Regions from separate parts of the Oryctolagus cuniculus genome. Here region 1 is linked to region 2. A link is a contact called in public Micro-C data. All regions are on one chromosome and are shown on one strand. The core of a region is the stretch at or near the end of the contact, and the rest is flanking DNA. Distances in the headings are between cores, read along the strand shown.

Region 1 (5,391 bases), core at 2,073-4,572, 60 kb before region 2:
TGCTTGGGGCCCTGCACCCACGTGGGAAACCTGGAAGAAGCTCCAGGCTCCTGGCTTCGGATCAGTGCAGCTCCGGCCATTGCAATCATTTCAGGAGTGAACCAGGGGATGGAAGACCTCTCTCTGTCTCTCTGTGTTTCTTTCTCATTCTTTCTCTCTCTCTGCCTCTGGATCTCTGCAACTATGCTTTTCAAATAAATAAACAAATCTTTTTTTTAAGATTTGTTTATTTATTTGAAAGTCAGAGTTACATACACAGAGAGAAGGAGAGGCAGAGAGAGAGAAAGAGAAAGAGAGAGAGAGAGAGATCTTCCATCTGCTGATTCACTTCCCAGTTGGCCGTAATGACCAGAGCTGCACTGATCTGAAGCCAGGAGTCAGGAGCTTCTTCTGGGTCTCCCACACAGGTGCAGAGGCCCAAGGACTTGGGCCATCTTCTACTGCTTTCCCAGGTCATAGCAGAGAGCTGGATGGGAAGTGGAACAGCCGAGACACGAACCAGCGCCCATATGGGATGTTGGCACTGCAGGAGGCAGCTTTACCCACTATGCCACAGCGCCGGCCCCAATACATAAATCTTAACAACAATAACAAAAAAAAATGAATTGTGCATTGGTTCTAGAGCTGTCAACGAGGGTGCCTATGGCTGTGGCATTGGAAGAGCGCCCCCTTGTGGCGATCCCAGGAACAATGAGGGGCAGAATCATCAGGACTTCAACAGCAGCTCAAAACAGAGTACCAGGAGCTTGCTACAACTGCAGTGTGTCAGGGCTGCCCCAGACCTACTGTGTCAACATTCGTCTCCTGACAGGTACCCTGGGGATGAGTGTGCACATCCAGGCCCGAGTAGCGCTGTGCAGCAGCCGCTGGAAGCTCACTCGGGGAGGCAGGCTTCCTGCTCGAGGTCTGTGGCTCCCGGTACCTCCTTTCCGTCTGAGATGGGTTTGCTAGGGCGCAGACAAGGCTGTGCTTGCTCTCCGTGGCCCTAGATCCTGACCAAGTCCCAGAGACTTCGTGCAAATAGGTCAGGGGCAGGAGGAGGTGTCCCATTCTTGTAACAGCGGGATGTGGGTGCAGGTGCCTTACCAAGCGTGTCAGGTAGGAGGATAGGAAATGAAAGGGGCCCACAGAAAACAGAGCCCCTGCAGAGAGGAACACAGCAGCCTTGGGCGAACCCCAGCATTTCCCACTGCAGTCATTGTACAGGTGGTCCCAGCCTCTCCCTCCGAGAAAAGCACCCCCAGGAGAAGTATCTCTGCCAGTGTCAAGAGGGTTCCCCAGTCTGACAACATGGGGCAAGGAAACCTTGGGAGGAGTTCCACCTATTCCACACCCTGCAAGCCCTCCTCTGTCCAGCAGGAGACGGCGGGGAGAACTGGACCCCCCATTCCCTCACGAGCCCGTCTGAATGCTCTTGGACCTTCGCAGCCCGGCCTGTCGGGTGCACGCCTTCCGTCACACCTGGCTAGCATGCTCACTGCTGCTCACTGTGTCAGCTGTGAAATCTTGCTCGCTCGCTCGCTCGCTCTGAGACAAGAGCCCCTGCTGCAGCCCAGACGTTAGGGTAAGGAACCATGACAGTCCCCCGACGCTGCACTGTGCTTCCTGAGTTCAGATCCCAGCCAAACCCCGTTCGCAGCCACTCGCCCCCCGCCCAACGTGCTGTTTCGCTGCACCGGGGTTAAGAGCACGCCGTCAGCTCCCCTTCAGCAAGTCCCTCCAGGATCTGCTCCGACACCTGAGATGTACAGAGCGTCCTGCTGCCAGACCAGCCACGGGCTTTGGCGGTTGGCCCCTTCCTCGGATTCCTCTTTTTTTTTTTTTTTTTTTTGCGTCATGAGTCCTGTTCTCCCGGGCGCAGCTTTCCTCTCTGAGGTTCAGACCCCTGAGCTGCCTCGGGAAGATGGCGGTTCTGAAGGTAACCTGCCCAGCGGTACCCTCGGGGCGCCCCTTTCGTTTCCCTCTCCCTTCCAGAAACTGGGAAGGTTTTTATCCATTGGAACAGTAAAGACGAGTCCCTTGTGCATCTCTCCTGAGGGCTGTGGTCCCACGGCTCCCCCGTGACAGGCCTGTAGGTGGCATTAGCTTGTGGGCGCTGCACAGCAGGGCAAGGGGGCACCATGGGACACTGGGCGGGCCAGTGAGGCTTGGGAAGGAAAGGGATTTCGCCTGACATAGCAGGGAGGGTCAGAGCTTGGGTCAGCTTGTTCAAAACGCACATTCTCGGGCTGGCCAGGCCTGCTGGGTGAGGGCAGGGCCGGCCATGGGGACTGCACGGCGTCCCACGGAGAAGCACCATTTCTGTAGGGACAGGAAAGCAGGGGGTGCTACCCGTGAGGTGTGGAGAATGGGGGTGTGCACCCCGGCCTGCCGCTGTCACCGAGGGGCCCCCGCGCTGACAGCTCCTGACAGTCCCTGCCCCCGGCCAGCCACCGCCTTCTGCCTGGTCCGGCTCTTCTGCGTCTGTGTCTGTGTCACCCGCAAGCCCAGGCCCTTGGTGCATCTCCATGACGGTGGTTTGTAGGATGCGCCACTCACGGACACAGAGTGCGAAGGATGTTGGACCACGGACCACTGGGCTCAGGGAGGGAGGCCTGGGCTGCTAGCAGGGTTCTGCCGGAATCAGCAAGTCCCTGGATTTCCGGGGTGGGGCAGCAGACGGATGACGCCCTGTGAGTTTGGGTCTTGGTAATTCCTGGGGCGCTTGGTCATAAGCAGCCGTGGCATCTCTGTGCCGGGTGAGCAGGCGCTAGCATCTCCCGCCTCCCATATGGGAGCAGAGGCCTCTGCCCGCTCAAGGGGGCTCTCCCGGGGGCTGAGTGGCTGCACAGCCGCCCGGGTTGGGGGGGCCCTGACTCTCTGTTTCTTTGCTGAGCCCTCTCAGGGCTGGATTCTAAGAGCCCAGCTCGAGGTCTGGTTGGGGAGGGGGTTTTGGGGCGCAGTTAAGGGCTGAGGGCGGGAAGGGGGTGCGTTCATTTTCAAAACCCCCAGGACCGCGGACTTGGCTTGCTGTCAGGGAAGCGCCTGTGTGTCTAAGAGCTGTCAGACACGAGGGTCCCCCAGGGAGGATGCTGGCCTGCCAGGCTCCTATTTGGTTGAGACCCTAAACAGAGGGCAGGTGTCTGACATGGGCCCAGCCAGGACTGCACCCCAGAACTGTCTGTCCTGACGGGCTTAGACACCCCCCCCCCCCCCCCCCCCCGCAGAGAAGATGCAGCAGGCGCGAGCTGGCTTCTCTCCTGCAGCCCACAGCCTCCCTGATGCTGCGAGTTAATTAGCAGATGGCTGGGAAGCAGTACTCTGCAGAGCAGCCGCTGCCAGGCTCTTCCGTTTGGGCCTCTGGAAGGGGCGGGCGGAATTCCCCACATCCCCAGACAACGCAGCTGCAGGGCACCCTGGCTCGGGCCCAGCCCGCCTCCAAAGACGCCTCCGCAGCCCCGCCCACAGCCCCGCCCCTTGTCCCTGCGCTCCTCCCCTTCCTCCCAGGCTGCACGGGGTTGTAGGGAGAAACCCCCGGTGTGCCTGGGGCCTCGTGGGCCACAAGGGGAGATGGGAGTCCTCCACGGCTCTGCCCCCAAGTGCTCCTGCCGTCAGGCGCCACACACCCAGCTTCCTCCCAGCTGCGTCCCCAGAGCACAAGCCCGAAGGACCACCGGGCGCCTTCCTCTGAGCGGAGGCTCTCACGGCCGAGGCGGGAGCCGGGCGGCTCCGAGTGCTTTGCGGGAGCTCTGACTCCCGCGGGGTCCCCCTCGCCCTCACTAATGGCGAGCTCTTCGCTCTGCTTTGCCGAACAGCCTGGCCTCTGCCGTGCATGGCCTCTCCCCAGGGTCTCATGAGACCGACAGGGCAGGTGTTCGTGTCCCCGCCTCACAGGCGAGAAAGCTGAGGCTCCTGCAGGCCAAGTGGGCTGTTTAGCCCTCCCACTCGAAGCTCAGCACCATCGACCCCTCCCCACCCCTCTTCATCAACCCGAGGCGCCCCTGCTTAGGCGCGGTACTGCTTCCGTTTATGCTTCTGCTAACGCTAATCTCGGTTCGAGTCCCGGCTGCTCCACTTCTGACCCAGTTCCCTGCTAATGCACCTGGGAAGGCAGCGGCAGATGGCCCAGGGACTTGGGCCCCTGCACCCACATGGGAGACCCAGAAGAAGCTCCTGGCTCCTGGCTTTGGTCTGGCCCACCTGGCTTTGGTTGTGGCCATTTGGGGGGGGGGCAGTGAACCAGCAGAGGGGAGATCTCTCTCTGTCTCTCCCTCTCCCCGTCACTCCGCCTTCCACAATAAAATACATGTTTAGAAAGCCTCTTCAGTGCTAGGGTGACAAACCTCGGCTCTGACCCGGATGAGGACCACTCACATTCCTTGGCGCTGGGGGGTGCCAGGAGGCAGGAGTAGCACACCATGCCGTAGATGTTCCTGGGTCTGTTTTCCAGCATGTAGTAGCTGCAGGGGGAGACAGAGCAGAGCAGGGTGAGGGCGGGGCCTCGGGCGGGGGCCCAGCAGCGGGGTTAGCAGCCCATTTTCCCCTTCGGTCTCCTCGGGGGTTTCCATGCCTCTCTTTTTGCCTCCTTCTCTTGTTGCTTTCTCTCCTGATGCGTCTGTCTAGTGTGTGTGTCTGCTGTCAGCCTCCCCAGCGCCTGCAACACCGCGCTGTGATAACTGGCGCCAGTGTCCAGGGCAGCCTGGAACTCCCAGGCCTCCTGAGGACATGCTGTACCCCATGGCGCTGGCCAGCAGGGGGTGCTGCGGGGGGGGATCGTCAGATGGCGGGAGTGTGAACAGAGGGCCACGCAGACGGCCTGGCAGAGCGACCTGACCCACGGCCACCGGGTCACAGCTGCTTCCTCTTGGGGAAGCAGACACACTGCGGCGGCACCACTGCTCCCAGTCCCAGCTGCCACCCTCGCCGCCACGATGTGCCCCTACATCCCCATGCTCTGGAGGTCACTGCGCCGGCCACGTGGTCCTGCCACCTGGCCACTGTGGCCCACACTCCCTGCAGGCCACGTGCCGCCCTGGGCTCCCAGCTGAGCTCTGAGGGCCACAGCTCGCGCCTGCTTTCCATACACAAACATCCAGGGCTATCAGTGTGAGAAGTCCGTTAAGAGCAGCGCGCTGGTGCCAACGCTTCCCTTATCGCAGCTCCAGAGATGCCACAGGCTTTGCACGCGGTTGTTTTCTAATCTCTTTTTTATTAGCCGGGCACCAGGTAGCCCCCAACCCCCAGGAGCTGGGCGGTGAGCAGCAGCTCGGGGCGGGAGGCCGGCAGGGGGCGTGCTTGGACTCCGCCTTCCTGAGCCTGGCCCGGCTCCCGAGAACAGCACGCTCATAATTGCTGCCCTTTCTCAGTGCCTTTCATCCTCTGATCCCTGCGCGCATCTTGTAAACATCAATT
Region 2 (5,406 bases), core at 2,192-4,691:
ATTCGTCAGACATATTTTCAAGGGTGGCCCGTGATATGCAGGGGGATGCAGGGTCTGAGGACATGTTGGATTGCAAGATCACCCTGCCCAGATGGAAGACAAATCCTTTCCCTTAGCTGTGAATGCACACAGTTCGTCACCCTTGAGTAATGCTTTGTGGCTCTCTAAAGACGGCAATGACAAATTGAACATAGCAAGTCTCGTTGTTTGTACAAACAGGAGCCAAGAGGTTGTTGGGGTGCCTGAACCGCAAGAGCCATTCTGGAAATTTCTCTCCGTTACTAGACTATGGTTAGGCTAAACCATCTGAAGTTACCTATATTTGCAAGTTTTCCCTATACAAAAACTGCAAGCATTTTAAATACGTCCTCTGTTGCCAAACCTTTACCAGGATGGCTCAGAAAGCACAAAACTCAGACTGTGTCCTCGGAGCCCTCCACTCTGATGAGAACAGCAGGCGAGGAAGGCCTGGGGCTGACACCACCCAGGGAGACCGCTCTCTTCCACGCTCCTTGTCACCTGGGGGGCTGTCATGGCGCTGTCTCCTCACAGGGGCAAACACATCACTGAGGCTGGGGACACAGGTGTTGGTCCCAGCACCTCCAAGTGGATGGGCAGCAGTTTATCTTTCTTGGCTCTATTTTTTTTGGGGGGGGGGAATAGTCATATTGGGGATTAAAGAAAAGTTGCTGCCTTGGATACGTGAATTCAAGAGTAGCATGGCGTGCTCCGATGGAGGCCAACAGGAGAGGCACCCCCAGAGCTGGGGCTGTCTGGAGCTTTTGTTTCCTAATTGATCTAATGTGCTAAGTGAGTTTAATGCAAGTTAATTAATCATGCTATTGGTGGGTGGAATTACCTAGGCAGAGCCTCGAACAGCATCAAAGGAAGGAGCGGGCAGGTGCTGTCTGGGATAATTGAGGAAGCAAGGGCCTGGAGTAAGGCACCCGTGGGATGTGCAGGCAGGCGGCGGGCAGGCCGGGAGGAGGCGAGGCGAGCCGAGCCACTTAAGCAGCGAGGCTGACTGCCAACACGCCATCCTGTTACAGCGCCTGTGTTTGAAATTCAGATTTGCTGGAGTCTTTGAAGCTGGGTCCCTGGGCACTTCCTTGAGCACGAATCTCATTCTTTGGAAACCACAAAACTCCCTCACCTGGACCCAGGGAGGAGACGCAAGTTCTCTGGGACCCGAGAGCTTTTGAGTAGAAGACACTCCTGCGTTACAAGAGTCAACTTGGTTTGCATCCTGAGAAACGGGAATGGGGCCTAGGTCTGTCTTAAGCCTGCACCCCCAACACATATCCACTCCCCATGCCCACCCCCACACAGGGGATGTGCTAGGCACAGGGACACACAGTGACTGATGCCTGAGAAACAAGAGAGCCCCTTGCCCCCCTGCTTTGCAGATATAGATGCGCCTTCACTGACGATGGGGTGATTTCCCGCCGTTAAGTTGAAAATCAACTTAAAAAAATCACATATCCTAGCACGGCAGCTCAGCGCGCTCAGAGCGTCACTTGTTTCCCTGGTGACCGCAGCCGCTGCCACCGCCCAGCATCCCCAGAGAAGAGGGGACCACAAAGCACTAGCCCGGCAAAACGCCACACTCAGCGTGCCACGTGCAGTTTCTACCGATCGCACGTTGTTTTTGTACTTGCATAGAGGCAGCCATCAGACACCAGGGCCATCTACATGTATCTTCAACAACACAAACCTCTCCTCTACAACACTGAAAACCAGAGAGCGGACAGACAGCAAAAGCCCAACCTTCCAGAGAGATTCTGTGTACTTCTCCCCAGAGACAGCCCAGCTCGGCGCCCATGGGGAGGGAGGGGCACAGCAGAGACTGCCAGTCTTGCCCAGCAGTGGGGTGCCCACGGGGCGGTGTGCGGGATGGAGGCTCGTGCCCCAGCCCTGCTGGGCCACCTTCTTTTTTGATGGACCCTGTTGAAACGTATTCTCAAGGCTTCAAGCGCGGTGACTTAGGAACCCAGAGCAGCAAGCCGGACGGGAGAGAGGCGGTGTCTCTCTCAGAGCTTTGAAGTGACTCCCTTTCCCCTTTAGCCCACCAGGACTTTTGCCTCTAGGACAGCCGGAACGAGCTGCAGTTGCACCGTTGGTTGGAAAGTGTCTCAGACGCTACCGGGTGGCCTCCAGCTGGCCAGCTGGGGAGGAGGGGCTGGCCCTCTCTGCGGCTTGTCTTGGCTGCCCACGTGCGTGCGTCCTACTCTTGTGCCAGAGCGCCCTTGTGCCCTGCTAATGCGTCCTGCTCTCCACGTGCACCGAGCTGCCTCTCTCTTGCTGCGGCACAGCACGGCAGGCAGCAGGTCAGAACCTCAGCTCTGTTTTCCCTGCCCTCAGCCGGGTGCTAGGCAATCAGAGCCGGCTCTTGTGTCTGAGCCTGGGTCAGGGTTAGGGTTAGGGTTAGGAATTGCTCTAGGGTCAGGCGTGGAGCGGGGCCTCTAGGCTGGAAATGAAAACCGCAGCCCGTACGCACTCCCGACTGCGCGCCTCTCCCCAACACAAAGCCGTGGCTTCTGCTCTCAGACTCGCTTGAACCCCCACCTGGAAGTCTCGGGGCACGGAGGGCACTAGGGGAGGCAGGTACTGAGTCTGGCTAAAATCCCAGCTACTACTTGCCTCCCCTAGCCAACCAGGCTCAGGGACAAGCTCCAAAAAACACACTTCCCTGCTCCCTGGAGGCGGCCCCTGTTTCAACAGCCCAGGTCCCGAAGCCTGCAAAGCACACATGGAGTCTGGCTCACTACTCCAGTGTGCAACCAACAGCAAAGTGGGGTTTCTTCTGTTTTCCCCGAAAACAAAGGAACAATCTCAGGTCTCAGAACTGGTAGTGCAGACCTACAGTAATTGGGGAAGCTTGTTCCAACGCAACTCAAAAATGACATGCATCTCAAAAATGCACTAAAGCTCTTTCTTCCCCGGCCTGTGACACCTCGGTCTCTGCCACAGCGCGAGTTAAGAGAATCAAAAGGAAAGGACCAAGGCTTACCTGGCTCCCGCGCGAAAGCAGCTTCTGGTCTCCAAGGGAGGTGGGTTCGCGGTGGGGCGGCCAGGTGCACCGGCGGCCACTGGCAGCGCTCTCAGAAGCCGGCGCGCACGTCCTCGAGAGCGGCAGGGGTCCTGAGGACCGGGCACACCCCTCTGCAGTCAGCACCAGTAGCTTTCTGTTTCGAAGGGCTCCCAGGAACTTTGCTGCACTCCTCTGGAGTTTACCGACTTGGTCCTTGCTGGGGGCTTTCCTCGCTGCAGACTCACCTGCACCACCTAGAGGCCGCTTCCGGCACTGCGGACGCGGGAGCCCGGGCACCACTGCCCGCAGCCGCGCTTGTCGACACCTCGCTCTTGTCGACTTCCTTCCACGAACGTCTGGAATGTGTGAAAGTCGTTGATACTTTTTGAAGGGCAGCGGTCTTGCTTCTCTCTGAACAACCAGACCCTTTGGGCACCTGAGAGCTGAAAAAGCTAAATTGCATTAAAATGTCATTAATCAAAACTTGTTAGCTAAAGAATCCCTCCCCCCTCCCCCCCAACACACAACTGAGATGGCTCCAGGTACAGGCACAGGTGCACTGATTCGGCTCGGAACATGTTTGTGCACATTTCCACCCAGTCCCCTGCACGTCACCCGCAGGCTGAGTCGCCAGCCCTGCCTTTCCTCCTGCAGCCCCCGGCACACACCACTGCCACTCAGCCTGGGTACCCCCAGGGAACTGCAGGTAGCATACACACCCCATGTAACTCCAGATAAGTCCTCACATCCCATATAGCCACAGAGGGCTACATATACCCCACACTACCAGACAGTCAGGAAGCTGCTGGAAACACAGACATCGTGACAGCACTTACATTTTGGTAGTGGCTAACTCCTTCTCAGATATTAAATGATGGCCGGCTCCGCGGCTCACTAGGCTAATCCTCCGCCTTGCGGTGCTGTCACACAGGGTTCTAGTCCCAGTCGGGACGCTGGATTCAGTCCCGGTTGCCCCTCTTCCAGGCCAGCTCTCTGCTGTGGCCAGGGAGTGCAGTGGAGGATGGCCCAAGTCCTTGGGCCCTGCACCCCATGGGAGACCAGGAGAAGCACCTGGCTCCTGCCTTCGGATCAGCGTGGTGCGCTGGCCACGGCGGCCATTGGAGGGTGAACCAACGGCAAAGGAAGACCTTTCTCTCTGTCTCTCTCTCTCACTGTCCACTCTGCCTGTCAAAAAAAAAAAAAAAGTATTAAATGATTAGGGAAAGAGCCTGGTCCTAGAAGAATGTAATTCTGCTATTTCTCTCCCTCAATCCCACCACACAGGTATGGGAGCTGAACAGCTCCCCGAGGGCACCTTTCCATGTTCTCCTGGTCCATGTTGTCTCTGGGGACACATGAAGCAAGCAAGCGCTTGGGAGAAGAACAGAGGCAACGGTGAGTGGGTCTGGAGGAAGATCCAGGACACAGGGGCTGAATCTGCCTGCAGAGAGAAGCAGCCCCATCTTCACCAGTGTGGACAGCTAATCCAGGTGACATGGATTCCCCGGTGAGAGCTTCAACTTGAGTTCCCAAGGTTGGCTCTCTGCACTGCACATGCTGTGCCCAAGCTGGGGGTGTGTCATAATGACCGCCACCAACGTGATTCACCTAGGACCCTGGAAAAATGAACAGGCAGCACTCTGGGCTCATCTTCCTGTTGCATATACTACTTCTTCTTCTTCTTCTTCTTCTTCTTCTTCTTCTTCTTCTTCTTCTTCTTCTTCTTCTTTTTTTACAGGCAGAGTGGATGTGAGAGAGAGACAGAGAGAAAGGTCTTCCTTTGCTGTTGGTTCACCCTCCAATGGCCGCCGCTGCCGGCGCTGCGCCTATCCGAAGGCAGGAGCCAGGTGCTTCTCTTGGTCTCCCATGGGGTGTAGGGCCCAAGCACTTGGGCCATCCTCCACTGCACTCCCAGGCCACAGCAGAGAGCTGGCCTGGAAGAGGGGCAACCGGGACAGAATCCGGCGCCCCTACCAGGACTAGAATCCAGTGTGCCGGCGCCACTAGGCGGAGGATTAGCTTAGTGAGCCATGTGGCCTTGCATATACTTCTGACTTATGTTTGAGGATGGAGATGATTCTGGATTTCTTTTTGTACTGGAAATTAAATGATGATTTTTAAATTGATTGTTGGCATTGCCAAAAGATTAGAGGAAAAGATAGGACAGGTATTAGACTTGTTTATGTGCTCCCTTTGACTCTTAGTCCTTTCATTATGATCAATTGTGAACTGAAATTGATCACTTGGAGTAGTGAGATGGCATTGGTACATGCCACCTTGATGGGATTGAATTGGAATCCCCTGGTATGTTTCTAACTCTACCATTTGGGGCAAGTCAGCTTGAGCATGTCCCAAATTATACATCTCTTCCTTCT

Evidence for each region. A called contact is a pair of places that touch in the nucleus more often than the background predicts.
Region 1: a Micro-C map of ear pinna shows a contact between it and region 2, with 7 times the contacts expected there. The contact joins the enhancer-like site here to the promoter of EDAR in region 2. A contact is called at or near these places in 3 of 6 Hi-C or Micro-C datasets (ear pinna, psoas muscle and an unstated tissue).

What each region holds. Positions count from the first base shown.
Region 1 is chr2:99,941,497-99,946,887 of mOryCun1.1, reverse strand. EDAR (ectodysplasin A receptor) reads right to left here. Exons shown (of 12, transcript XM_002709985.5): 5 at 4,354-4,439. Among named protein-coding and RNA genes, the nearest start is that of EDAR, 61 kb to the right of the region's middle. Within about 2 kb of position 3,322, at least 1 of the 8 cell types and tissues checked has an H3K27ac peak or open chromatin away from gene starts, as enhancers often do.
Region 2 is chr2:99,881,399-99,886,804 of mOryCun1.1, reverse strand. It overlaps EDAR (ectodysplasin A receptor), which reads right to left and starts at 3,441. Exons shown (of 12, transcript XM_002709985.5): 1 at 3,011-3,441.